Linked DNA regions of Rattus norvegicus: region 2 is linked to region 1. A link is a contact called in public Hi-C data. All regions are on one chromosome and are shown on one strand. Each heading gives the region's core, a stretch centred on a gene start, on an enhancer-like site or on the middle of the called end of the contact. The rest is flanking DNA. Distances are from core to core; before and after follow the strand shown.

Region 1 (3,944 bases), core at 1,150-3,649:
TCTCCCCACCCAGAACCTTCCAGACCATCCTGTGGACCAGCCCGATAAAAGTTCCAACACGTCTTGCAATGAATGAGTGGGTGCCATGGTGCGAATTCACAAAGGAATGACACACAGTCCGTACACCAGGCCCCAAGAAATGTCTGCTAGATATGAGCTTAGAAGCTACCCTTTGCTATCCCGAGGTCATGAGAACACCTCCAAACACGGCAAGGGCTGTTCAGTCAGGCCCAACTTCATATGTACATCTCTTGTGAGCTTAGCTCTTCCTATAATCTCAAACCTTCATGGACTCTGTGTTGGTCCAAGATACACAAGTATTTACAGGGCGTATATGCAAATCTCTGTGTCTGGCTAATTAACTGATGCCCTGTGGTGCCCAGTACAGACTCTTCATTCTCTCTCTCTTTCTCTCTCTCTCTCTCTCTCTCTCTCTCTCTCACACACACACACACACACACACACACACACACACACACACACACACACCTCAATCACGTTCACATTCTTCGAATGTGAGCCAAAGGGAAAAGTATTCCAAGATCCTTCTACATAAATAGACACTTTGAAGTTTTCCAGCCTCCCCTCAACCCCACATGCCCTTCTGCGAGCCTGTTTCATCCCTAGAAAGTGGTCAGTCAAGTTCCTCCAGACCACTCTAGAAAGAGGAATGGGCAGTTTTGAAGGGCATGGAAAAGCCCTCCGCTGGTTTGAGCCTTGCCTTCCTGTCAAGGAACTGAAGGTGCCACTTCTCGTCCCATTCTCAGAACTGAGGCTCTCTCCACAGACCAGACAGCAGAGAGCAGAATCAGAACAAGGAGGGTGCGAAGGGAATATGGAAGTAGAAGAACAGACAGGAGGACCCTGGGCATGCTGCTAGCAAGCAAGAATCCCACTGGGGCCTACCCAGAGTCCAGCAGAAAAATGGCAAGGCATTCCTTCTCAAGCTCATATGGCCTCTGATGAAGAATGTGTGGCCTGCCTGGGTAGCCCTTTTTCAAAGTGTCAAAGCCACAGATCTCTTAGCCAGATGGCCCGAGCTGTTCAGGATTCCACTTTTTTATTTACATGTTTACATGACTTTGGATAACTTCTTTTTTTTTTTTTTTTTTAGTTCTTTTTTTCGGAGCTGGGGACCGAACCCAGGGCCTTACGCTTCCTAGGTAAGCGCTCTACCACTGAGCTAAACCCCCAGCCCCTGGATAACTTCTTGACTTGCATCAGTGTCTGTCACAGAGCTGCTGTGGAGATCAATATCAGCTTATAGATGCACAGCACTAAGAAGAGGACCCAGCAGAGCACATAAGTGAAATTCCTACCATAGCCATCTGACCAAGTGCCGGGGTCCAAGCAGGTCGGACCAGGTTCAAGGAGTCCTTCAGAAAGAGGCCCTCTGGCTTTGGCCTTAGACAGACAGTGAGCTTTTACTGCAGAAATTGCTGCCCTAAGTCTCCACACAGGTTGCCAGTCCCTGAGGCACAGGCAATAGAAACAACACTGACTTGTGCCTGCCCCAACAACTGCCTATATCTGGAGCGAAGTGGCCGGCAAGCACACAGGAACCAGCACCGTTGGCAGGAAGCCTACATTCTGCAAACACCAAGAGCAGGAAGTCCACTCACACCAAAGGGTCCCCCACCACGCCCCGTGAGAAGGAAGGGCCAGCCAGAGGGGATGGGATGGGTTATTTCCTTTTCCAAGTAAGGCTTTGAAGAGTCGCTGCAGGGTGGCTAGAAACAGGGTGGCTAAGGGCGCACACATGTTTCTCACACCCACCCGATTCCTGACCTTAATGTCACTTAATAAGCCAGGCCCAGAGTCCTATCTGCAAGGAGAATTGCAAATCACTTGGCCGGGGCTCCGCATATGAGGTGGCTTTGTAATATGAGCAGTGTGTCCACTAACTAGAGCAAGACCATTAGGTCCATTACACCTGTCACTCTGCCAGCTGAGTCGCCAAACTGCCATGATAAAAGTACATTATGCCCAAGGAGTGCCACCCAGCCCCCTTCCAGGCAGCACATACTCATCCGCTGCCCAGAGAACGCCACTGTAAACAGCTTGAAACTTGACTGTAGATTACCTCGGGCTCTTAGCAGATACAAATGTTTCCCTTTCGTGGGAGGCTGGGAGGAGGAATGTGGGTATGGGGCAGAAGACCAAGATGGGGACAGAGGTGGGCGGTCTTGTAAAAAAATAATAATAATAATAAAAGGGAGGTGGGGAGCAGATATTTGGTAAGTGGATTCTATCATAAAGCCCAAAATAAAAGTGAGAGACACACCCTTTTCACCTCTAAGCCAGGTCCCAGCGCTGCAGGCAGCAGGCAGAGGCCTCTGTGCAGCTGTACTCCCACCAGGCCCCAAGAAAAGCACACAGCAGCTGAGCTGCTCAGTGGGTTTGCAGTGCAAGCCTGTTGCAGACAGCAGTAATTTATTTATCCCTGTCATGGAACATTAACAATCTGTCTGGAGCTTGGCAAGCACCAACTTGCACTGTCATATAAACTGTCTGACAAACCTAAAAGTTTCATAAATGCCTCTCTTTTCCCAGCAGACAACAAAACACGGTTCTTTTTTAAAAGTTGTCATCTTCGCTGTTTCTTTTTCTCTCTTCCTCTTCCAAAAACTAAGGAAGGGAGGGAAAAGAAACCGAGAGAAAACTAGCAACGAAAAGAACCTATGCGGTCACACGTGATCTGTCAGTGATCTCAGCCACTTCCCTATTCTCCCGTATCAAGTAAATGAATGAATGGGGTGGGGGCGATGTGGGGTCAGCTGTGAGGCTACTGGGGTACTGAAGCAAAATCTGCAAAACAAAAATACAGTCATTAAAAATTAATAAAGGGTGTGGATATCCAGCCCCCACCTCGTTCCACTCATGGGAATTAGAGCCAGACATTCTGCGTCCTCATTAAGTGAATGCTGGCAGGCTGTCAGGGTTTTAGTGGGTTCTGGGAATGCCAATATATTAACCAGAAGACTTTTTGCATACCCTTTAGAGTTTTTATTCTAGAAAAGTCAACCATTTGGCACAGTAGAGCCTTATTTTTGTCCAGGAAAGCTCTCGGCTGCCAATCAAAGGAGAAATTACAGCTACACTCTTCAGAATTTCCAAGACCCAGCTGAAAAACAAGCTTGGTAGAGAGAGAAGTCCTCAAAAAAAAATCCTAAAAAGGTCACAGTATCATTTTTAGTGGGAATTCAAAGAAAAGCAATCTATCTTTAAATCAAATGGATACATAACAATACAGACATTATTCTCAAGTCTTCCTGTAACAGAGGAAAACCAATGTTAATTGGAAATTTGAAGCCAATATATCTACATCTGTGAACAGTCCAGGCAGTTGCTTATTTCCTTTTCTTGTCCAACATGAACATGAGCAATGCACACATGTAACATGAGCACATGTGCACACCCACACACAATCCCCCCCAAAAGTGGCAGGTGCTGGGGTTATAAAATTCAAATAGTATGCAGATTTCTACCCATATTTGTGTGTGGGCTGTGTGTGTGTGTTTATGTGTTTATGGGTATGCATATGTATGTGCAGGCCAGAGATCAACATCAGGTCTTTTTTCAATCTCTCTCCATCGTATGTTTTGAGTCAGGGTCTCTCACTGAATCTAAGAGTTCCCCCAATTCAGCCAGACTGGCTGGCTAGCAAGTTCCAAGTATCTGCCCAGCTCTATATCTTCAGCACTGGCTTCTACATGGGCACCAGGGATGTTGAACCGGTCCCTATACTTGCATGCCAAGCATCTTACGGACTAAGCCATCTCCGCACGTCCCTATTTTCTTAGGTTAAAACTCATATGCCACTTCTCATGTACCCTCAAAATATAGGTCAAGATGCATTTCCTATCTAACAGCCCATGTTGGCAGTAAGTGACTCTGACATCAGAGAAATAATGCCTTCTGGGAGATTTTTCTCCAAAAGGAAA
Region 2 (3,942 bases), core at 310-2,809, 180 kb before region 1:
TTAACAGCACTTGATGCTCTTGCAGAGGACCTGGTAGCTTAGCAACCATCCCTAACTCCAGGTCCAAGGGATCTGATGCCCAATTCTAGCTTCACTGGGAACTAAGGACATATGGGATGCAGAGATATGCAGGCAAAACATTTGTAAACATAAACTATGTAAACCTAAAAGTTTAAGTAATATTATAATGCATACATGTAATTGATTTGTATGTATAGTCACATACCGTATGATCATATTTAAGTCAACAGTAGAATGAATCTCATAGTCAATGGTACCCATTACACAACCTAAGTACACAAACGCTATATCATCTGTTTACATAAGTTCGTCCTGTGCCAGTCACACAATAGCAAAGTTCTCCAGCAGCATATTTCTTAAAATGTATTCCTGTCACAAAGAAACACATGACTTCGTGTTTGTGCACATATATGCCTGCACATTACAAAGTGTTCTATCAAAATTAATATGCTTTGAAGTGTACTATTGAAATAGCTTTGGAAAATATGGGTCCAAAATGCATAAAAACCCATAGTAGCAGGAAAGAATTAAATATTTATCATCCACCTTAGCACCACCAATAATTGTTCAATTATGCTTTAGACCACCCAAAGATGGCATTAGGTGGGGGACTGACCACAGGTAAGGGGAGATTGTGGCCAAGCTCCTAGCTTCCCTGGAAGCTCTACTGTGGCAGGATGTCCCTGTCAATTCAGGGTGTATGATGTCCAAACAAAACATCTGAACTCATTTCTGGTGTTTATTATAGGAGTGTTGTCTCCTACTCCCTAGCATATTGTGGACAAGGCTAGACCCTGTCTCACCTCACCCATGCTGGCCATGCACACCTGTGGCAGGTGAGTTCCAGCCTGGGTCAGACAGTCATGCAGCCATCCTTCTGAAGAAACAGTCCTTGTTCACTGTAGATAAGCAGTACCAGGTCTATATGGGCTGATAGTTCTCCATGGTATTGGTTTCCACACAGTGAGAGCACAGGATGGAGGGAGCTGGGGCCTCAACACTGAAGAGCACATTCAGACAGAGGGGCATGTGTCAGGAAGTTCAGGAAGTCCAGGAAGTCCATGCACAAGGAAAATTTCCAGCTGAGAAATTCAAAGGCCCACTTGTTATTTCTTGTTGATAAAACCATCCTTTTGAGTTTGGCATGTTGAATTTGCCTCTCATGTTTAGGATCTCTTTTCAGCAGCAACTCCACCTCGAATGATAGATATGAACCACATCTAATTTATTTTAATTAAACTGACTGCCTTCTAGCATCACCACCGCCTCCCTCGTGTGTGTGTGTGTGTGTGTGTGTGTGTGTGTGTGTGTGTGTTGCATTCTTTTGCACACTCTCACCATCCGATTAGCATTCCCGTGTCATCAGAACCCCCAGAGGCAGCACACTTGAGAAAGCAGGCAGCATGCTCCTCTCGTGACCCTTGCGATGAGACAAAAGCCAGCAGAAGACTCCGGGATAAGAGCAGCATCCCACTCGCCGTCCCTGCACTCCTCACCAGCGCCAGAATGAACATCTGCAGGGTAGCCGCTGCGCCCACTGGTCCCTGCTGCCTGTTAGCATATTTTAATGCTGTGATCACAGCTTTCTATTTCTATCGAGGTGCTACAAGGTGCCAGACTCTGGATTTACACGTTGCGTCATTACCGTCCCCAGTGAGCAGACTACACAGCAATGCTGGGGACAGGGCTGAAAGGTAATGAGAAGGTTAATGGTGGGAAAGACACACGGAACACCTGGTATCCTGCAAAGACTAAATGTACCATCTCGAAGGGGGAGGCTCTGGCGTTAGCAGGCTCTGGAAGATACTGTGTGCCCTGACGACGAAGATTGCTCTTGAAAACTCTTAAAATAGCCACGTATTTACAAAAAAAAAAAAAAAGCATCCCTCTCTGCTAACTGTTTCAGCCAATATTTATCTTGTTAAATTTAACAGAAGCAAAGCCCCTGTCTCAGAATGCCTTTTGGAGTCACAGGGGAATGAATCTGGGCTCCAAAGCACTGTCCTTGCCAGCAAACCTCAGTCCAAGGTGTTAATGAACCAAGGTCACCACAGAGATGAGAGTGGCTGGTTATTAATTTTAACTCATTCTTGTGAGACATAAAAGGGGGAAAAGCACAAATCCAGTGTCATCCTTCAAGGAAGACATCATGGAGCCCTTCCCCCAGCCCCCCGCTTTGAACTTTCCATTCTGAGCTTAAGTCTAACACAAAGGCAATCTAAGTATCTCCTGGTTTTCATAGTGCAAACATATACTCACACACCCATAAACAGAAGCAAGCAAGCTGCCCTCGTGACTTCTCCAAGGACGAAAGCTAGAGCCCACATCTAATGACTCTTCATTTTCTCCACATGTGATAGATATTTACATGTCCACCCACAAACATAAGCTCCTCTCTGACCATACTGTGAGCATCTGGAAACAAGCCACATCTGCCCGCATGGATGCCCAAGGGCCAAACAGGCATTACACAGACTTGTCCCAGGTATGGTCTCCCACCAGCTCCTGGGTCTCCTTTGTGTCTTCTCTCGGGAAGCTCTCAGTCACATACACATGACCACAGGACCAAACTGAACCCACCACTGCTGATTTCTTTAACTATGTGGACAGGATATTATGGAGTCATATGGCATCTGCTTGGTCGAACATTAAAATGAATCAAGTACATAAGCACTTGGTAAGGACCCAGCATGGGTAATTGTTGAGAAAGATGCCCACACCTGTGCAAAGTTCTTTCAAAAGTTATAACATAACCAAGGCATTGATCGTCATGCCTGAATCTATCTATCCTACAGTGATGTTTCCCTCAGAGACTGCCAGCTCACAGCAATTTTAAACTAGTGCAGATCTACGCCACAAGGAGAGGACGCCTCAGCAAATGCCTCCCTGTGCCTCCCTGTGCACCAGCGTACTTCTGCCTGTGTGTACAAGAAATGCTTCCACTTTCCCACGCTAGATCCCATTCCCTCAGAGGCTAACTTGGGGTATCAGCCTCCTGTAGTATCAGCCACCACCAAAGACATCTTTCTGCTCTCAAATCGCAGACTCGGTGCCTTCTCATTCATTCATTCATTCATTCATTCATTTCACATACCAAGAGTTTCCAACTTGTTACCACACACACACACACACACACACACACACACACCACCACCATCACCACCACCACCACCACCACCACCACCACCACCACCACCACACCACTCTGAGCCCTGAAAGCATATCAGTGGCAGATGCTCTAGGACACAATGGACCCCAGAAGAGGCCCCTCTGCCTGCTGACTGGTTCCACACTCATCCCCTCTTGCGGTTTTTGCCTTGATTCTTCCAAACTCTGTTTTCCTATCAGCTCCACAATAGGGCTGTCTTTTAAGTCCGTTTGAAAAGACAGCACTTCTGATAGGCATGCTGGCTTCTTCCCTCTCTGATAACCTTCCTTGGTGTAGCCTTGTCTCTCCTTTCATGGACTTTAGACCTAGAGGCCATTGAGCATGAGGGAGTTTCTCCAGGGTCTTTCCTTCCTTCTTAAGTTATCTAATCCTAATAAGCATGGCGACTTCTCCAGCGTAAAAGAACTAGCTCACAAAACGGGAAGCACACTGTTTGGTCTGAGTATCTATAGACACGCACTCAAAACACACACCAAATTCTGTGTTTGAAATCCCAACCCTCAAGGCAATGGCATTAGGAGTTTAGCCTGTGGAGGTTGATGAAGGCACGTGGAAAGACCCGTCACAAATAGAAGTCAGATTTCTTGCAAAAGAAGTTAGAGTTAGGAGTTAGAGCAAAAGAGTTAGAGAAATGGTTTCCCCCATGGGTAATGATGCTGCCCAAGGTAGACAAAGAGAACCAGCTCTCCCTCAAGTCGTCCTCTGCGTACCATGTGTACCATATGCACACAGCATGCAACAGTGTAATAAAA

What was found. A called contact is a pair of places that touch in the nucleus more often than the background predicts.
Region 2: a contact with region 1 is called in a Hi-C map of frontal cortex, with 2.1 times the contacts expected there. The contact joins two enhancer-like sites. A contact is called at or near these places in 2 of 12 Hi-C or Micro-C datasets (frontal cortex and kidney).

Annotation. Positions count from the first base shown.
Region 1 is chr18:63,793,901-63,797,844 of GRCr8, reverse strand. LOC134482959 (a long non-coding RNA gene) reads left to right here. Exons shown (of 2, transcript XR_010059728.1): 2 at 1,115-3,944. It also overlaps a transcript of Ldlrad4 not described here. Among named protein-coding and RNA genes, the nearest start is that of Ldlrad4, 120 kb to the left of the region's middle. Within about 2 kb of position 2,399, at least 35 of the 93 cell types and tissues checked have an H3K27ac peak or open chromatin away from gene starts, as enhancers often do.
Region 2 is chr18:63,969,243-63,973,184 of GRCr8, reverse strand. The region is part of intron 2 of Ldlrad4 (low density lipoprotein receptor class A domain containing 4); the gene reads right to left. Among named protein-coding and RNA genes, the nearest start is that of Ldlrad4, 55 kb to the right of the region's middle. Within about 2 kb of position 1,559, at least 35 of the 93 cell types and tissues checked have an H3K27ac peak or open chromatin away from gene starts, as enhancers often do.